2 separate regions of the Mus musculus genome follow, and region 1 is linked to region 2. A link is a contact called in public HiChIP or PLAC-seq data. All regions are on one chromosome and are shown on one strand. The core of a region is the stretch at or near the end of the contact, and the rest is flanking DNA. Distances in the headings are between cores, read along the strand shown.

Region 1 (4,065 bases), core at 1,169-3,668, 480 kb before region 2:
CCCAGGCTCAAGGGGGCTACAGTTTGTTTGTGTCTGGGTGGGTGGTGAGGCTATGGTCCTCTCCCAGGACCTGTAACCTTTCCTTCATCGTGTGGAGGAGCGGCACCAGGGCTTCTGGCTGGAGCTGCCTTAATTTGTTTTGCCTCGGAAGCTAAAACGTGATTCCCCAGAGGCTGTGAGGTCTTCAGCCCAATTGCAGCTTCTGAGGAAGAGAGGAAGGCATTTCATTTGAGTGTGGGAGAAACCCCAGTAAAGTTCTAGGATGAACAGTGCCCCTCCAGCAGCCCCAAGAATCAGCCAGGCATGGTGGCGCACGCACTCGGGAGGCAGAGGCAGGTGGATTTCTGAGTTCGAGGCCAGCCTGGTCTACAAAGTGAGTTCCAGGACAGCCAGGGCTACACAGAGAAACCCTGTCTTGAAAAACAAAAAACAACAACAAAAACCCAAAAGAATCAACAGTGTCCACAGAGGCCCTGACACTGGGCTGGAGGATACCAGAGACCACTTGCCCACGGTGTGACCCCTAGTGTGCCCCTCCCTTGGGGAAGCATTGTCCAAGTGTCCTTCTTCCCCCTTACAGGCTGAGCTCCCTGGCCCACAGCCAGGAAACAGTTCCCAGGGGTGCGCCCTGCCTTGCCCTCATTAATTCTTAATCTTCCTAAACCTTAAAAAAACCAAAGCAAGTAGCATGCATAGATTGGACCTGGCTTCAGAATTCAGGACTGGGCCATCAATGTCAACTAGAACTCTGCTAGTCCAAGGATGGCTGGGATTGGCCTGGTGCTAGGAGCAGTTAGAAAGGCAGGCTCAAGAGGGAGGGCCAGGGGATGTAGCTCAGTTGGTAGAATGTTTGTCTATCATGCACAAAGCTCTGATTCCCTGCACTTCATGGAGACAGGCATAAACAGTGTACAGTAACAGGCAGCACTAATCCCAAACACGCTACAGGTAGACACAAGATAAGGAGTTCAAGGCCAACCTGGGCTACCTGAGACCCTGCCTCAAAATAAATAAATAAAAACAAAAATAAAAAATGAGAAAGGAAAGGAAAAGAAAAAGGGAAAGACCGAAAAGCAGCCTTGCAAAGTGAGAACCTCCACCCAACTGATTGGTCGAGAGTCTCCCAGTCTCTGTCCTGTCAGTAGCTCAGAGTAGGGGTATCCATGTCTTTCCTCCCCACTGAGAGAACAGGGCGGTGGTGGCTGTGCCTTTGAGCTATCATGTACCCCGATGTACCCTGGGCCTCAAACTCATCTGCCCGCACCCTGTGGACCTCAGCACACCTGGGGGCTGGTGTTGGCTGAGTGACCGAGAGAAGAAGCTGTGTTTGTGGCCTTCCCTGAAGCAGGTCACTGAAGCCATAGGACAAAACCTTGTCCCTCACAGTCAGCCAGAGCCACCCGTGTCCTCTTGGTGGAGACAAGTTCCCTCTTCTGCCACGGCTGCCCTTGCAGACCGGTCTGTGTCATCAGTGAGACAATGGAAGACTGGCCGGGAGGGCCTTGTGTCTGAGAGTCCAGGGGACCTGGATTTGTGATCAGGCAGACATGCCACCCTGGCCGACCAAAACCTACCCGATGCCCCAGGTGCATTGGTCACCATCTCCTTTTCTATAGAGATTCAGGAAATGACCCCTAGGTGTCAACCTGGCCTCCCTGTGTCTGTCACACCAGAAGCAAACTTCCTTCTTTCCATCCCCACATGGCCCTGGCTTCTCTTCTGGACTGGACTGGCCTCATTAAGCTCTACCTGTCTTCCCCCCCTATACCTTCCAGCACCTTCCTAAGTACAAACCTGGGTCCTTGAGCCCCTGCTAATCACTACCCTCACCCCCAGCAGAGGACATGGTGACTTCCTGGCCAGCTTCCCTGCCCTCTGTGTTCTCCAGCCACCAAAGCAGGTGCTGCACCCCCAACCAGCTGGTACCACTGCCGCCTGTCCTGAGCTCCTGTCCACCCCTCCCATGTCTTCTTGTTCTCTCCACCTTTTCTCTGCTCCCCGGTATTCCCCACAACTGAATGTTTGCTGTGTCCATCCTTTAGGTCCAGCACAGTCACATCCTCTGGCTGCCCCAGTGTGAAGTCCCCAGCCCTCTGGACTCTCCTTCCTTTAAATCTCCACCAACAGGACTCCAGAAACATCCAGGAGGTGACCTTATGGCCACTTCTGTCTTAATTACCCCTGAAATACTGTGAGCCTTCCCTTTTTTACTGTCCCCACCACCCTGCTGGGGTTCTTAAATGATCCAATTCCGTTTTTAAATTCAGCAGATTGAAAACTCTTGTGAGAGGAAACGGAAGGATTAGCCACCAGCCAATATGCAGCCGCCAGCCAGCACGCAGCAGAGCAGCGTCTGCTGAGAGCAGCCTCTGAGGAGAGCAGCTCAGGGAGTTGGGACAGTGTTACTTCTCTAGAGCCTGCGTGTTTCTAAATCCCAGCAGATAATGAGGTGGAATTCAGAGGCTGAGTCATTGGCCTTTGCTCACACCACTGGTGAACGGAAAAGGGGGGATTCCAGCCCAGCTCTGTCTACCACAGAGACCTGGGGTGACATACGGCCCAGACGTGTGGGCGGGTGATCAGTCACCTCCATGCTTTTATGCTCTTCCCAAGGCTATTTTTATTTTACTCCTAATGTACAGCAGGACATCTGTCCTTTCCCTGGGGACTTCCTGGGAGCTTGTCATTCTCCCCGTGGAGCTGAAGAAATGTTTGCTGAAGGCAGGGACAGAGGACAGCCTACTTCAGGGGCCACCCACACGCCTGTCATTTTCATTACTATTCAGACACTAAACAAAGCTCTCGTGGGTGGCCAGAGGGACTCTGCACTGTAGCAGCTCAGACTGATTAAGGGGCCGCTGGTGACACCTGGACATGCTGGATGGAGTCTTGAAAGGGCTCCAGCCACAGCTTAGCTGAGGCTACACTACCCAGGACGGGTGGCCTGGGCCATGGTGACAGGTCTCCTTTCATGGTATCTTACCCTAGCCAGAGACGTCCCAATAGTCCTTCTTCACCACCTTAGCTCTTGAAATTTCCTTCATCTTTTTCACCAACAAACCCTGGAAGGGGGAGGGGTGCTGTGTACACGCGCGTGTGCAGGGTTCAGCTCCTGTGAATAAGCAGGGAGGCCAGAGCAGGATGCCAGGTGGGTGTCCTGCTCTTCCTTATTCCTTTGAGGCAGGGTATCTCCCTGAACCTAGAGCTAGACTGGTTGCCAGCAGGCCCCAGTGATGCCCCTGTCTGCACTCCCAACAGCACTGGGGGTGCACATGCAAGCCATACCCAGCGTTTTACAACACGGTTGCTAGGCTCCAAGCTCAGGTCCATGAGTTGCAGTGGGTGCTCTTACCAGCCCAGGAGAGTTTTTCCATCAGGGACCCTCAGCTTTGGGAAGAAAAACCCATATATGGCTCAAATGCAGAGAAAAAAACCTGCCTGTGTGTGTGTGTGTGTGTGTGTGTGTGTGTGTGTGTGTGTGCTATGTTGAGAAAGCACAGCAGCTCAAAGGTAGCTTCCTAAAGTGGCTTGGAGGCATCACCCTTTGGGAAGATTCTTCCCCAGTGTCACCCAAGATGCATCCTCTCCAGGAAAAGAGGGTAGAGAACCTTTCATGACTGGCTCACCCCTCCCCCATCAGAACCCCTGCAGAGTTCTCTTCCTGTCTCATCTCAGTGAACCGAGGTTTAACAGACATTTGCCTAAAGCAAACTCAGGTTTGGCTCAGTCTGCTCTTTCTGGCCCTGACTGAGGTATCCTGTGCACCTGGTCAAACAGGGGTGGGTCAGGAGGAGAGGAGAGCAGCCATCAGGACCTGCTTCAGGTCTTGCCATTATTTGTGGACATTGGTTGAGTCCTCCACAGGGCCCTGTGCCTTAGAGGGAGACACTGGCTACTCTGGTTTTCATCTCTTCCCTAACCTCGTGTGTACCCCAAACAACCCTGGGGAGACACCCCAACTCTATAGACTCCCAAGGCTGCTGGTATTTAGTGTTATTCAGCGCTTCCATTTTTTTCCAAAAAGGGAAACTGAGGCATAAAGAAGAAGGTGCTCTCCAAGACTCC
Region 2 (4,179 bases), core at 1,156-3,655:
GGCTGTGTACAAGCACACACAGCACACACTCAGACACAAAATGTTTAGAGAGCAACTAAGAACGAAACCAGCAGGGGGCGCTCTGCTTGCTCTCACAGTCCAGCCCTGACAGCACAGACTAAGTGGAAATGTGGAACATAATGCATCAGGTACAATGGAAGCTCAGAAACCTTAAGTTTAAAGCACAGAATTTTGACTGAGGCAAAGCAGGTGTGCAGAGGTTCCAGGGACAGTTTTTTTTTTTTTTTTTGTTATTTGCTTTTTAAGTTGTTTTTGTTTTTTGAGATAGAGTTTCGTGGGGCTGAGGCTGGCCTCAAACATACTGTGCAGTGAAGAATAATCTTGAACTGCTGACCTTTCACCTCTACTTCCTAAGTGCTGTGATTATAGGTGTGTGCTACTATATCCGATTAGCCCCTGGTATATGTGTGTGTGTGTGTGTGTATGTATGTGTGTGTGTATATATGTGTGCTATGTATATGAATATTTTGCATGCATGTATGTTTCTGTACCCCATTCATTCAGAGTTTTTGTGCCTATGGAAGCCAAAAGAGGGCATCAGATCCCCTGGGCCTGAAGTTACCTATGGTTGTGAGTAGCCATGAACCTGGGCTCATGGTTTCCCAGTTAGGCTGGAGGCCGGGCCCCGTTGTCCTCCTATCTCTGCTGGTCTCAGAGCTGGCATTCCAGCCATACACACAATGCCCAGTGTGTTCCACGGGGCTGGGATGTTTTCGTGATTGTGCTGCAAGCTCTCTGATCCTCTGTGGCACTCCAACAACATTGACAGTCCACTTACTTGTTCTTATTTTTATTTATTTTTAAATTATGTGTGCAGTTGTGTGTCTGTCTGTGGGTATGTGGGTGTGTGTGAGTGAATACCTGTGAAGTCCAGAACACGGCATCAGATCTCCTGGAGCTGGAACTAAGGACTGTTGTGACCTACCTGACTTAGGTGCTGGCAACCAGACTCAGGTCCTCTGCAGGTGCAGTCTACGCTCTTTTTTGTTTGTTTGTTTTTTGTTTTGATTTTTTTTTTGAGACAGGGTTTCTCTGTGTAGCCCTGGCTGTCCTGGAACTCACTCTGTGGACCAGGCTGGCCACAAACTCAGAAATCCACCTGCCTCTGCCTCACAAGTGCTGGGACTAAGGCATGTGCCACCACTGCCCCAGCAGCAGTTAAATCTTTAACCACTGTGACTGGGTTTTACAAAGACTGTTTATAATGGTTAATTGTGGGCTGGGTGTGTAGCTCAGTAGCCCAGCCCATGCTTTCTGAGGCCTGAGAGATGACTCAGTTGTAAAGGGCTTTGTTGCTCTTGCAGAAGACCTTGGTTTGGTTTCCAGCATCCACAATGGTAGCTCAAAACTGCCTGTAATTCCAGTTCCATGTTCTCTTCTGGCCTCCAATATATACACACCAGGCAGTGGTGGCGCACGCCTTTAATCCCAGCACTTGGGAGGCAGAGGCAGGTGAATTTCTGAGTTTGATCTACAAAGTGAGTTCCAGGACAGCCAGGGCTATACAGAGAAACCCTGTCTCAAAAACAAACAAACAAACAAACAAACAAACAAGAAAAAATATATTTGTGTGTGTGATGTGTATAATATGTTCCTGTGGGTTAGTGCAGATGTACATACATACATGCAGAGTACAGAGATCAACATGAGGTGTCTTTTGGCTGCCTCTTTTCTTCCTTTTTTAGATTTTTCGTGATAGGGTTTCTCTGTGTAGCCTTGGCTGTCCTGGATTTCTCTCTGTATACCAGGCTGGCCTCAAACTGCTGGTCTGCCTGTTTCTGCTAACTCCAGAGTGCTGGAATTAATGGTGTGAGTGTGCCTCCGTTGCCTGGCTCCTCTATCTCTTTTTATCTTCTGTCTGTCTGTCTTTCTGTCAGTCAGTCTATCTACATATCTATCTATATAACGACAGAGTCTCTCGGCTGAAATGGAACTTTCTACGTAGTCTGGCCTCAAACTTAAAGATATCTGCTGCTCTGCCGTCCAAGTGCACCACCACTTCCTGGCTTCAAAAATATAATTTTAAGAATAGCTAAAGTCGCCGGGTAGTGGTGGCACACGCCTTTAATCCCGGCACTTGGAGGCCAGCCTGGTCTACAGAGTGAGTTCCAGGACAGCCAGGGCTACATAGAGAAACTCTGTCTTGAAAAACAAACAAACAAAAAGAACGGCTAAAGTCTAAGTTAATTCGGCCACCAAATGATTAGGTAATCTTAGACAAAACACGTCTTCAATAAGTCAAACTTTAACATGGAAGTGCGAATCTCTGAAATTCAACTAGATTCCTAATCTAAAATTGCTACAATCGCGCGCAGATTCGCCAAAGGAAGTAGTTTGTCCTTCGCGGCTCACCGTCTGCGCAGCCTCCGACAGCGGTCGTAGGCTCCGCCCCCTGCGCTCCGGACGGCGGGAAAACCCAATTGACAGAACTCCCGCCGAAGCCCCACTAGTCCGATCTGCGTTCTGTGGGGCTCGAGCGCTTATTCTGGAGAATCTGCCCCGGGGGCACCTTGTATTGTCCCGCCGCCACCTCGGGGCCTGAGCCCGGGCTTCCCGTACATCTCTGTCTGAGTCTGACTCGGCGGCCCTGGGCCCAGCCTCTCACTCGCGTCCGGCCGGTGGTCTCTACGAGACCCGAGACGGGCTCCCCGGCTCGCAGCTCGCTCCCACTGGACCTGCCGCCCCTATGGCCTCCAGCCAGGCTGGGCCGGACCTCTGAAGGGCCTAGGAGCCCGGGTTCTAGGAGGCAGAGATCATGGTGGGGGTCCTGAGCATGGCGGCGGCTGCAGCACCCCTTCCTGTGAAGGACTACGAGATTGAGGTGAGGATCCGTCAAGTTCCTTTCTGCCAGTGTTGGGGAATTGTGGCGTGAGGATGGGGGGAGTCCTGCGTGCTTCTGGGACGAGGAAGGAGGGACACGATGACCCACAGTCATAATTTTGTGTGGGATAGTTGCCTCAGTGTGCCGTGTAAAGCTCTCACAAAAGCGTTGGCATTTTAAGATATTTTCGGGCTGGTTGTTAAGTCAGGATTTGAAAACTACAGTTCCCGGGTCCTTGAAACGTTGGTGGAATAGCATGTCACCAAGGATTTCAGGGTCACTTTCTTTGTTCATGATGATGTGGGATCACAGAACGGCGAAGAAGATGAAGCTTTAAGTTCAGCTAGTCCCGTACTAATACCTGTCCTAGGAATTCCATTTAGAATGTCACTTAAATGGATCAAGTAAGGAACTTACCGTGACCGCAGAGCTTAATGTAATGTAGTTAAGAGTCTCAGTGACATGTAGGTGCTTAATATTTACCATGTTTTAGAGAATACACTAAGTAGAGGACAGTGCTTAATGTAGGAAGCCCTTGCTTTCTGAGAAAGAAAGAGAAATATATACTAAACAACTATAAAGATATTCTATGCCGTTTAGAAGTAGTTTTTAGGATCTTAAAGTACATCTCTGACCTACTTTTTCTTCTGTCATCATTACAGGCTTGTGCCTCTTCAGAGATGCTATGGTTTTTATACACCATATACCAGGCTAGCTTTCTGATGTGTTCTGGTGCCCTTAAAGTGAGCTAAGATGTGTATTCACTTAAATTCTAATTCTTAATTTTTATAATTAAGTAACTTTTTCAGCTACAGAATATTTATATTATTTACTGTGTAGCACAGCACATCTCAAATTCATCACCTACTCACCTCAGCCTGCTTATTCAGGGATCACAGGAATGCACCATTCACACCCCGTTAATCGAGTTTTTTTTTTTTTTAAAAGATTTATTTAAATGAGGACACTGTAGCTGTCTTCAGACACACCAGAAGACATCATATCTCATTACAGATGGTTGTGAGCCACCATGTGGTTGCTGAGAATTGAACTCAGGACCTCTGGAAGAGCAGTCAGTGCTCTTAACCGCTGAGCCATTTCTCCAGCCCCAAGTTATATTTTAAAAATTAATTTGCTTAAGATTTCCATACCAGTAGATGTCAGGTCTAGTACTTGAACTTAGATCTTACTTGAGTGTCTGTTGTGTGGTGCCTCTGATACCATCTCAAAGCTTTAAAGATGATAATAATAAATTCACTTTTAATTCACTTATTATTTCAACATATTTAATTTTACCTCATTTATCTAAATGGTCAAAATTTGTCCCAATATCGTTT

What was found. HiChIP or PLAC-seq counts read pairs in DNA pulled down with a chosen protein or histone mark.
Region 1: a contact with region 2 is called in an HNF4G HiChIP or PLAC-seq map of pancreatic cancer cells. The contact joins the enhancer-like site here to the promoter of Atad5 in region 2. A contact is called at or near these places in 1 of 39 promoter capture datasets (liver), 1 of 115 datasets of contacts at active chromatin or transcription factors (pancreatic cancer cells) and 3 of 9 other capture datasets (adipose tissue, liver and pancreatic islet).

Annotation. Positions count from the first base shown.
Region 1 is chr11:79,608,738-79,612,802 of GRCm38.p6, forward strand. All of the region lies in intron 1 of Rab11fip4 (RAB11 family interacting protein 4 (class II)), which reads left to right. Rab11fip4os1 (RAB11 family interacting protein 4 (class II), opposite strand 1) reads right to left here. Exons shown (of 3, transcript NR_003283.1): 3 at 1-202. Among named protein-coding and RNA genes, the nearest start is that of Rab11fip4os1, 12 kb to the right of the region's middle. Within about 2 kb of position 2,419, at least 167 of the 459 cell types and tissues checked have an H3K27ac peak or open chromatin away from gene starts, as enhancers often do. A contact at or near this core is called in pancreatic cancer cells and pancreatic islet, where this site is marked.
Region 2 is chr11:80,086,995-80,091,173 of GRCm38.p6, forward strand. It overlaps Atad5 (ATPase family, AAA domain containing 5), which reads left to right and starts at 2,406. Exons shown (of 23, transcript NM_001029856.2): 1 at 2,406-2,842. The coding sequence starts at 2,777.